3 separate regions of the Mus musculus genome follow, and regions 1 and 3 are each linked to region 2. Evidence: chromatin contacts called from public HiChIP or PLAC-seq data. All regions are on one chromosome and are shown on one strand. The core of a region is the stretch at or near the end of the contact, and the rest is flanking DNA. Distances in the headings are between cores, read along the strand shown. Region 1 holds the start of Lypd6b (LY6/PLAUR domain containing 6B). Region 2 holds the start of Epc2 (enhancer of polycomb homolog 2). Region 3 overlaps Kif5c (kinesin family member 5C).

Region 1 (2,962 bases), core at 256-2,755, 340 kb before region 2:
AAACCCACTCTTGATCTGCTGAGATGACTTGAACTTACTATGGTCCAGTGCTCCAGGAAGGTCTGCTGAAGGATAGAATAACGGAAGAGATCTCTCTCTCTCTCTCTCTCTCTCTCTCTCTCTCTCTCTCTCTCTCTCTCTCTTTCCCTCCCACTCTTCGTCTTTACTCTATTCCCTTCAGTGGTAAGCCTGAAGATATGGTGCCTGCTCTAATGACCATTGCATACAAAAGAATATGTCAACCTAGTGGGGAAAGTGCCCCTGAGGAGAGAACTTGTCCTGAGAGCTCATAGGAGTGATAAGATCTAGCTACACTGGAAACTGCAACCCTCAGACTTTTCCTTTGGAGGACTCAGCCAATTCCTACGTTGCATAAGACAACTTTCAAGTCACCAAACCCTAAACCCTAAGAAAAGAATTCTAACAGTTCACAATGGCAGAAGCAGGCTAATTGCCCCCTGCTAGAAGGAGGATACTGCACTGACCAGTCTTGAGCTTAGCAGCTGGGAACAGCCCCGCCAAATCCACACCCCCCCCCCCTTGCTACTATAGTCAGCTTGTCAGAAGGCTGCCACGACCCTCCCAGACACACAGACACTACCACTCCCACACACACACACACACACACACACACACCTCACTCCCTCCCCGATGTCTTCTATTCCGATGCCCGGGACCTCTGGAGAGAATACTTTAACACCTAGGGACTACACCGGGAGGAAAAACCCTCAAGCATCGTGCTAGGTACCTCATGGGCATCAAATAATTTAAGGGCATCTGATGATTATAACACCTATATTATCTTTTAGGTAACAGGCTCAGAGAAGTTAAGGAGCTTGCTCAAGGTCACAGAGCTAGTAATTTAAACACCATAATGGACCACTCTTCCCACTCCATCACTCTGATGACCAGGCACCAGACACGGGGAGGAGAGCAGCACCTTTCACCCCACAACACCCTCGGGCACACAGACCAGCGCGGACTTACTACGTATGCCCCCCTAGAGTACCCAGCCGACCCCGCTTCACCGAAGCCTACGTAACTAAACTAACCAATGTGCTGGTTAGTGATTTAACAACAAAGTCAAAAGCCAGGAAGGGGAGACTGGCGGCCCCCGCGGGCTGAGCTCAAGCGCCGCAGAGGGAAGGGCGGGAGCTGGCTCGCACTTGGCGGTGCGGTGGGGCCCCAGCCTTAGCCGTGGCCTCCAGCCCCGGAGTCACCGGGAGACCACGCAGCTCCCCGAGGCGCCCGCTCGGTCCCCCATCCAGATGTGGGCAGCTGCGCTCCCCTGCGGTTCGGAGAGTCCCCATGCTCCGCGGGGCGTTTCGCAGTGCTCGCCGCAGCCGCGCGCCCCTCCCAGCCCCTGCTCTGCGGGATCTGCACGCGGCCGCCCCGCAGAGCTCGCCCGGCTCACCTGCGCGGACGCCGGCCGGCTCCCGGCGCCTCGCTCGGCTCCCGGCCTGGGCTCCAGACACCCGCTCCGGGCTGGCGATGGCTGTGGCCGCGCGGGGCGGGGCGCGGATCCTCCCCGCCCCGAGCCACCTGGGTCGTCCCGGAGAGGCGGGCCGACAGGTGAGCGCCGCACGCCGGGGAGCCGCCCGGGTGCCCGCTTGGGGACGCCGCCTGGGTCCTGCGCCCGGTGGCACCAAGCCCAGTGAACGCGAGTAGGTCGTTTAATGCACCCGTGCAAAGAGGAGCTGTTCCCACCTAGCCTGGCCGGCTGGGAAAAGAGCGCGGACCCCGCGCGGAGCAGCTAGAGGGACACCGCAGCCCTCACAGAGTGAGGTGGAGTCACTCTGGGGTGAAAACGATGAGGCAAAGAGTGCTACTGACTTGAGAAACAGAACTCGGCCTTTTAGACCGTTCCGTCGTACCCCTTCCTTGCTTCACCTACCCCTCAAGCGATGACTTTCCTTATTTTAGTAAGATAATTTCCCATTGCTATGTCCTCCGCAACTTTGGATTGTAAATCCAACCTAGTTCCACTGCAGATAAATCCCGAAAGCCTTGTACAAAGGCAGGGCAGCTCAGGGCTCTGTGAATAGCAAAAGAATGCCAAAGTATGGTCCCCAGGTCAAACTGGCTCTAGTGTTACTCTGTGTTGTCACTTGAAAGCAAGCTTCCTAGATTTCAAGTCACTCTCCCCACCCCCCACCCCCCACCCCACCCCAGACAGGGTTTCTCTGTGTAGCCCTGGCTGTCCTGGAACTCACTTTGTAGACCAGGCTGGCCTCGAACTCAGAAATCCATCAGACTCTACTTCCCAAGTGCTGGAATTAAAGGCGTGCGCCACCACCGCGGCTCAAGTCACTCTTTTTATCACTTTTCTTCCAAACACTTCCAAGGAGACAGCTGGATTGTAGACCCACACTCTCAGAACGCCCCGTGTAAATGGTCAGGCAGATCTCTAACTTAGAAAGAGGTCACTCAGAGAGAAATTCACAGAATAGGATGGCTTGTCTGTCAGGCTTGCACCAGTGGGAACCAACCCAGAGTTAGGACAACTGACCCAGGGTGCGGCAAAGTTGACTCTGAGGCCCAGGCCTGTCTCCAAAGAGAGCATGGTGGCCTGGAGGCTTGAGGTGCTTAGCGGGATGCAGATCTCCCATAGAGACTAGGCACAGGGTGACTACTCTAGAGACTTCTAATCATGGGCTTTGCAGGTCAAGGGACACCCAAGCCACAGACTCTAAAAGAGGAGAATTTAAAAAGTTTTCCACTTAACAGACAGATGATCTTAGCACATATGCAAGGGGTATTGTGGTGTAGCTAGTTCCCCACTGGTTCCATTTATGGACTCACAGAGAAAACCAACCCAAATCTGCTACAGAAAACAATGCTCATCTTCCAAGACCTACAGAGCCCGTCATTCCAATAACACCTTCAGGGCCCTGCCATGACTGCCTACTAAACCTGCAAGGCAAAGGCTGAAGGCTCTCTGCCAAGGTGATATCAGGGACAA
Region 2 (2,942 bases), core at 363-2,862:
AAAGCACCAACACAGTGAGGTCAGAATTCGAGCAGCCAATCAAATGCTTAAAGGCATTTCCTGCAATATTAATAGTCAAAAGAGAAAGCCAATCACAGAAACCTCCAGCTTTCTTTTGACAGTAACAGAAGCTAGGGAGCCAATCCACACACACCCGTGGTTGACAATAAGGCGGGACTGAAGGTTCATTGAAGAAATTCTTCAGGGTGCAGTTACTATGAACTCCGCACACAAGTAACAACACTCCAGAGTCGTAAACACTGTCAAATCGGAGGAAATTCAGTCTTGGGTATAACTTAACCCCCGGGAAGAAGGAAACAGCATTTTGTCCAAATTTTAACATCTGGTCAAAAACGCAACTGTCAATGCGGACGCTCTGAGCCCTCAAGTTGTAAACAGCCATCCCGCATGCAACTTCCCCGGACGCTCGCTGCACGGGAAGCGCGGGCCTGGAGGCCAGTTTCAAGCATTCGGGCTCCGTCCTAATTCCGCACAACCGAGGAGGGGCCAGCCCGGCAGGCGAAGCCGGCGTGCAGATCAGAGGACTCGCTAACGCAGAGTCCGGACCGGGGGTCGCTGCCCGGCCGCAGGGATGCATCGCCTACTCCCGCGGCACCTCTAGCGGGCAGCGCAAACCATCACCCATCACCCCACTAGCAGGAAGATGCATGTTTTGAAAGAGCTCTACTTTCCCGAGATCGTTTGTTTCAAAGGCAATTTCGTGCACGCACAAATTTTAAAACGCAACGAAAATAGCGCCTTAGCCCAAGGACCCTTTCTCGACCCATTAACCCCGCTCCCGGCGAGATGTCTACGAGGTAAACAGAGGCTGTACGCCAAGTGCGGGCCGGCGCATCCCTGCGCCATTCCCGGCCGCTGCTTACGGCAGGGCCCCCTTACGGCAGCGTAAGCGGCGCCGAGAGCTAATCACAACACTGGGACGCAACAACATGGCGGCCGCGGGCGGGCGCTGCGCCGGCCGACGGGTTTACGCTACTCCGCCGGCGTAGGGTCCGGAGCGCGCAGCGGCAGCGGCGCCCTCCAGCGAGCGTAGAAGCGCTCTGTGAATGGCGAGGCCCGGCTGACAAAGGGGAGGGGGGAGGAGGGAAGGGGGGGGTAATAAACACTCGAGTCCCTACCGATTCCTCCTCCTTCTCCATCCCGGTGGGCATCTGGGGCACGGCCCGGTTGATGGAGACGCAGTCGTTGAGATCAGGCATGTCCTTGCCGCGGTAGATGGGCAGCGGTTTGGCGGCGTCCAGCGCCCGCGCTCGGAAGGAGAGTTTACTCATTGTCTCCCCGCCTTACAGGAACAGCCCGGGCGGCGGCGGCGGGGCGGGCGGGGAGGGGGGGGGAGCACTCCCGCCGCCTCCTCCACCTCCTTCCTCAGTGCAGCGCGGCCGGCCCGCTCCTCCTCCTCCTCCGCAGTGCCCCCGGCCCCAGCATGGGCGCCCACCCCGCCCCAGAACAGCCCCCCGCCGCCCGCGGCCGCTTCCACACTCTAGATCCGCCGCTCGCCCGCCCGATCCGCTCCCTGCGCCATGGCCAACATGGCGGACATTACCACAGCGGCGGCGAGCGATCCCGGCAGCCCGCGCGAGAGCGCGCCCCCGCCTCGGGGACGCGCGTCGCCCTCTCCCTCCCTCCCTCCCTCCCTCCTTCCTTTCCCTCCCCTGCCTGCCCACCCACTCTCTCCGCGGCGAGGCGCGGCCAGCCCAGCCGGCGAGAGCGAGCCGAGTCCCGGTGGCCCTCCTCGGCGGGACGCTCGGCACGCAGGCGGGGCGGCAGGTGCCAGGTGCGCTCGGTCCCCGGCTCCGGAGCGGGCGCCTCGGTGCCTCCGCCGCCGACTCGCTCCGCGCGGGGCTCCCTCGGGAAGGCTCAGTGCCTAGGACCGCTCGCCTCGGGGGGACAGGAGGCCTCCGCCCCCGGGCCACCGGCCGCCCCTCGAGTCTGCACTTGGACAGCTCTGCTCGCCCCGGCGCCTGCTGGCTGGTTTCGCGCCTCGGGTTTGCGCATCCCCGGGGAGGTCCGACAAGTCCGCTGCGTCTGCCCACGCCGAGAGGCACAGCCCTGCTGCGTCTCGCGCCCTGAGAACTTGGGCAGTCCCTGTCCAGAGGAGCTCTCCAGAGTTAGGCACCGCCGAGAGGATGCTCGGGTAGACAGGAGGGTCAGTAGTTGGAGACTGCTACTTGAAATAGTTGCTGGACGCGGCAACAAGCGGACTTGCACCTGTCATCCAAACTTTCTTAGTTTGATGGTTGGCATTTCTTGAAATCTCTAACCAAAGTATGTGAAAACACTGGTTACAGTGACGACTCAAAAAGAGTTTAATAAAGTTCCGGACTCCAATTAGTTTGCGTGTTACTGTGTTACAACTAAACTGCTGGATAATTAGTAACAAGAGTCGTAACTACTTGAAAGGGCAGCTGCAAAGATGATGGGCCAAAAAAAAAAAAAAAAAAAAAGTAAATTCTTGAAGAAAATGATACAGACCACACAAAAGAGTGATGGAAAGTTAATTACCACATGACATCTATAGTCAGTTGCTGTGACAGGTCAAAGAAATTAGACATAGTTTTGGCCAGAAGTGGTTTGCAAAAGCTCTGCAAAAAGGAATCAAATTGACTCAATTAAATACTAGTCACTATTGATACAAACCTTTGTTGCAGTTTCTTAGTCTTTAAGCAGTACATGTTTCTAAGCAAATTGCCTCACTGTGCAACAGTTTTACCATTTTCTAATCATTGAAAAATACCCTACCTAGCTCATAAAAGGGTAGATGGTTTGCTAAAGTCCAACAATAAAAACGGGTTTCTTTGTCATGTCTTAATATAGCAAAACCATCTATCTCTCTTCATTGCCACCCATTATTTTTCTCTATTTTCTTCTCTCCCTGCTTTTTTTTCCCTCCCTCTCCCCCCCTCCCCCTTGTCTCCAGCTTT
Region 3 (3,126 bases), core at 125-2,624, 300 kb before region 2:
GGGAGCCTAACGGCTTCTGCTTGTCTCTTAAACACCCAAAGCTATGCAGTTCCTGAATGAGTCAGGCTCAGCCCCATCACAGCAGCCAGGTGCTGGGAAAATCCTTCCGATTTATCAGATCATGAAACTGGCGGCCGCTCCATACTCTTGACAAGCAAGGTGCCACAGATAAATTAGGAAATGCATGTGGAAACACAACCTGACATTCAAAAACAGCAAAACATGCCTGTCTGGTGGAACAGCAGAAGAAACCACCCTTCTTCAGCAGAGTAATGGTTTCTACCATCAGCTCAGCCCCCAGCAGGAACTCTCAAACTTGATTGCGAATCAGGAGCCCGGGGCACTTACTAAAACTCAGAGTGCTTAGCCCACCTCCATCTCTGAGTCCTCAGCTCTGTGGTATATTATGTATTTAAGCAAATTTCCAGGTGATGCCAATGCAGCTGCCAGAGGCCCACAGAGCAGAAATCTAAAGCTAAGTCATCCTTAGGAAGTTCTATAGAATGAAGTCAGAGTCAGGGGATTCTGACTCCACCTCTTGACCTTCCTCTGGACAGCACCCTCCTCCCAACAAGGCGCAGGGCTCTTCTTCACTGGTCTCCTAAGCTGGCATCAGGTGCACTTCCAGCACATCACATCTATCCTGGCCTCATCCTCCTGCCTGGTGCAGGCCCCAGGGTAATATGTGCTTTGTAGAGTGTGCTCCTCATACAATGCACTAACCATTGACACCCAGTCTTTGTGCAGGTTTTGAAAATCTCCCAGGAGTCTCTGCCTTTGCTTTTTGCATTAGCAAGATTTCAACTTGCTAGAGTCATGCTGTTGTAGCTTGTCAAAAGACCCTCACTCACACAAAGACCACAGAGACCACCATTGTTGCACAACGCATGAGGATTTTACCTATCCAACATGTTGGGGAACCCCTTCTCAGCACGCAGGCCGGAGGAGAGACCCAGAACAAAGAAAGAACACTTTTTATACCTTTGTAAGGGCCGGATATAGGCACCAGGGTAGTTTGGCTTATTTTAATTGGTGTAGCCAATAACCTTTTCAGACATTGGTTGGTTTGTATAGGGTGACTCTTACTTTGTCTGTCCTTCTGTCTTTAGTGTGAGGCGGGGTAGGGGAATTGTTAATCTTGTTTTAGAAGCTAAGTAATTTTGACCATTAAAACTATGTTTCTATGTTTATTTAGTCAGCCAGCTTTTTATCTGGCTCTGTGCTTGGCCTGCTACTACAGTTTGGAAAGTCCTTTGAAGGGGGAAGGTACTGGGTAGTCTTGAATTTATTTTGGTTATTACAGTGCTGTCGTCAGCGGTGCTTGCCAACTGCACACTGCTTCCTGTTGGGCATGCACTGCACTGTTCAGCACCTCCTTGAACTTATCCCTAGTAGATTCTATGCACAACTGGCTGAATCTTATCTCCCCGGGCTCCACCTTCTCCTCCCTCCTCCCTGATGACACTAGCCATCAGATATGGCTTCTTTCCACTCTGCTGAAATTCCTTGCAAATGCTTCCAGCTTGACTCTCTCTGAACTCTGGGAAAAATCAGTGCTTTCTTTTTACCAAGCAGGACACACACCAGTGCTGTTAGTTCTGTCCCTCTCACACCTGCTTCTGCCAATCATTCCCTTTTAACTATATCTGACCTTGTTTCCTTTGCTCCTTCAAACACACCCATGTGTACGAGTACACACGGGTGTACTCCCACCCAGACGTGTGTGCCTTTACTGAACATCTGTGCATGCTTTAATTCCTTCCTTTAAGCTGCCCGTGTCTCTTCTGCATTCACTCTTCTCAGTTCTGAGCTGAGCTATTGAGTCAGCAATCTGGAGACTCTCTGAGATCACGTGATTCGGAGACCTTGCAGACTTATGCCCAAGCCTTTTCAGCCCCGCAATCACACCCAAGCCTAGATCCACAGCTGCAATGCAGGGATGCCAGAACCTACTGTGGTGGCTAGGAAAACAAGTTCATTCTGAAGGGTCTGGAGTTCTCAATACTAACGCACCCCACACACTGCATAGACAAACCTGAGTCTCTGTCCATCTCTCTTCTGTACACTAGGGAACCATGTTGTCTTCTGAAAAGAATGCCGGACTTTTCTGGCCCAAAGCAGTGATTTTCACACAGTGGGGCCAGAAAAATATATGTCATTTTAAATAAAGGCCAGCCAGGGATAGCATTATAACTTCCTTTTGCTAAGAAGGGAATTCAGATGGTAAAATATTCTGAAGTGATTTTAGCCAGAAACACATTCTTTTAATAAGGTTTTTCTGGCATGAGGCAATTAATTTTTAAGCAAAACCAGCCTTAATGTAAGCAAGGGATATTTCAACCAAAGATGATGCTTCATGGGCTCCAACTTTTCTCCTCAACTTGTTCAGAAATAGCAGACAGGACTCACCTTTTTCACCCGGGTTGTCAAATCCTGGACGAAGAGTTTGCGCAGGTTATGAAGGGTCTGGAGTTCTCTAGACTGGAAGAGATTTTTGCACATGGTCAGTGGGGTGACGGACTGAACTGCTGCTGCGTTTGCTCGAGATGTCGTTACCCTCCCCCCTGCCCCGGTGATGCTGCAGCTGCCATTGATACTGTTGCTGCCGTGGTACCATCTGTGCCTTGCCCACTCTTCAGCTTGCACGGTGCAGAAACCGGGGAACTCTGACTACCAGCTGTAAGCCAGAACACAGCCAGCTCCTCTATTCTGCTCTCAATGGAGCCAGACAAACATTCCTAGGAAGTTACCTGCCAGAATAGGCTCTCCTTTTGGTTTGGTTTGGTTTACTCCCTATATAAATATTACACTTCATACCAGCGTGCAAAACCAAAGGTAGCCATGATTGATCTGCACTGGCTGGGACTTCCCATGATTCTTCACCCACCACTGCCCCAGTCCACAAGTATGTTTGCTCACATCAGCAACTCAGGGATGAGCAGTTCCCAGACTCTCCACCTGGTGGCGCTGGGCAAGTCCTGGAACTTCCTGTGCCTTTTTTCATTTTTGAGATGAAGATAAAGAGAATTTGACTCACTGGCACTGAGACTAAACAGGAAGACCTAGAATCTCTTAGGACAATTTCTGGCCTCGGTAAGTGGTCAGTGCAATGGCTAATATGAGCTC

Evidence for each region. HiChIP or PLAC-seq counts read pairs in DNA pulled down with a chosen protein or histone mark.
Region 1: an H3K4me3 HiChIP or PLAC-seq map of bone marrow-derived macrophages shows a contact between it and region 2, with 4 times the contacts expected there. The contact joins the promoter of Lypd6b here to the promoter of Epc2 in region 2. A contact is called at or near these places in 4 of 115 datasets of contacts at active chromatin or transcription factors (the 230-238 cell line, bone marrow-derived macrophages, embryonic stem cells and 1 more).
Region 3: an H3K4me3 HiChIP or PLAC-seq map of bone marrow-derived macrophages shows a contact between it and region 2, with 7 times the contacts expected there. The contact joins the enhancer-like site here to the promoter of Epc2 in region 2. A contact is called at or near these places in 6 of 39 promoter capture datasets (the 3T3-L1 cell line, the C10 cell line, embryonic stem cells and 1 more), 7 of 484 Hi-C or Micro-C datasets (double positive thymocytes, embryonic fibroblasts, muscle stem cells and 2 more), 22 of 115 datasets of contacts at active chromatin or transcription factors (the 230-238 cell line, PVALB interneurons, SST interneurons and 18 more) and 3 of 9 other capture datasets (adipose tissue, liver and pancreatic islet).

What each region holds. Positions count from the first base shown.
Region 1 is chr2:49,786,226-49,789,187 of GRCm38.p6, reverse strand. It overlaps Lypd6b (LY6/PLAUR domain containing 6B), which reads right to left and starts at 1,505. Exons shown (of 7, transcript NM_001379382.1): 1 at 1,415-1,505.
Region 2 is chr2:49,450,156-49,453,097 of GRCm38.p6, reverse strand. Epc2 (enhancer of polycomb homolog 2) reads right to left here and starts at 1,612. Exons shown (of 14, transcript NM_172663.4): 1 at 1,140-1,612. The coding sequence starts at 1,292.
Region 3 is chr2:49,748,654-49,751,779 of GRCm38.p6, reverse strand. Kif5c (kinesin family member 5C) reads right to left here. Exons shown (of 26, transcript NM_008449.3): 22 at 2,410-2,481. Among named protein-coding and RNA genes, the nearest start is that of Gm46738, 3.0 kb to the right of the region's middle. Within about 2 kb of position 1,374, at least 26 of the 459 cell types and tissues checked have an H3K27ac peak or open chromatin away from gene starts, as enhancers often do. A contact at or near this core is called in PVALB interneurons, SST interneurons, adipose tissue and 2 more, where this site is marked.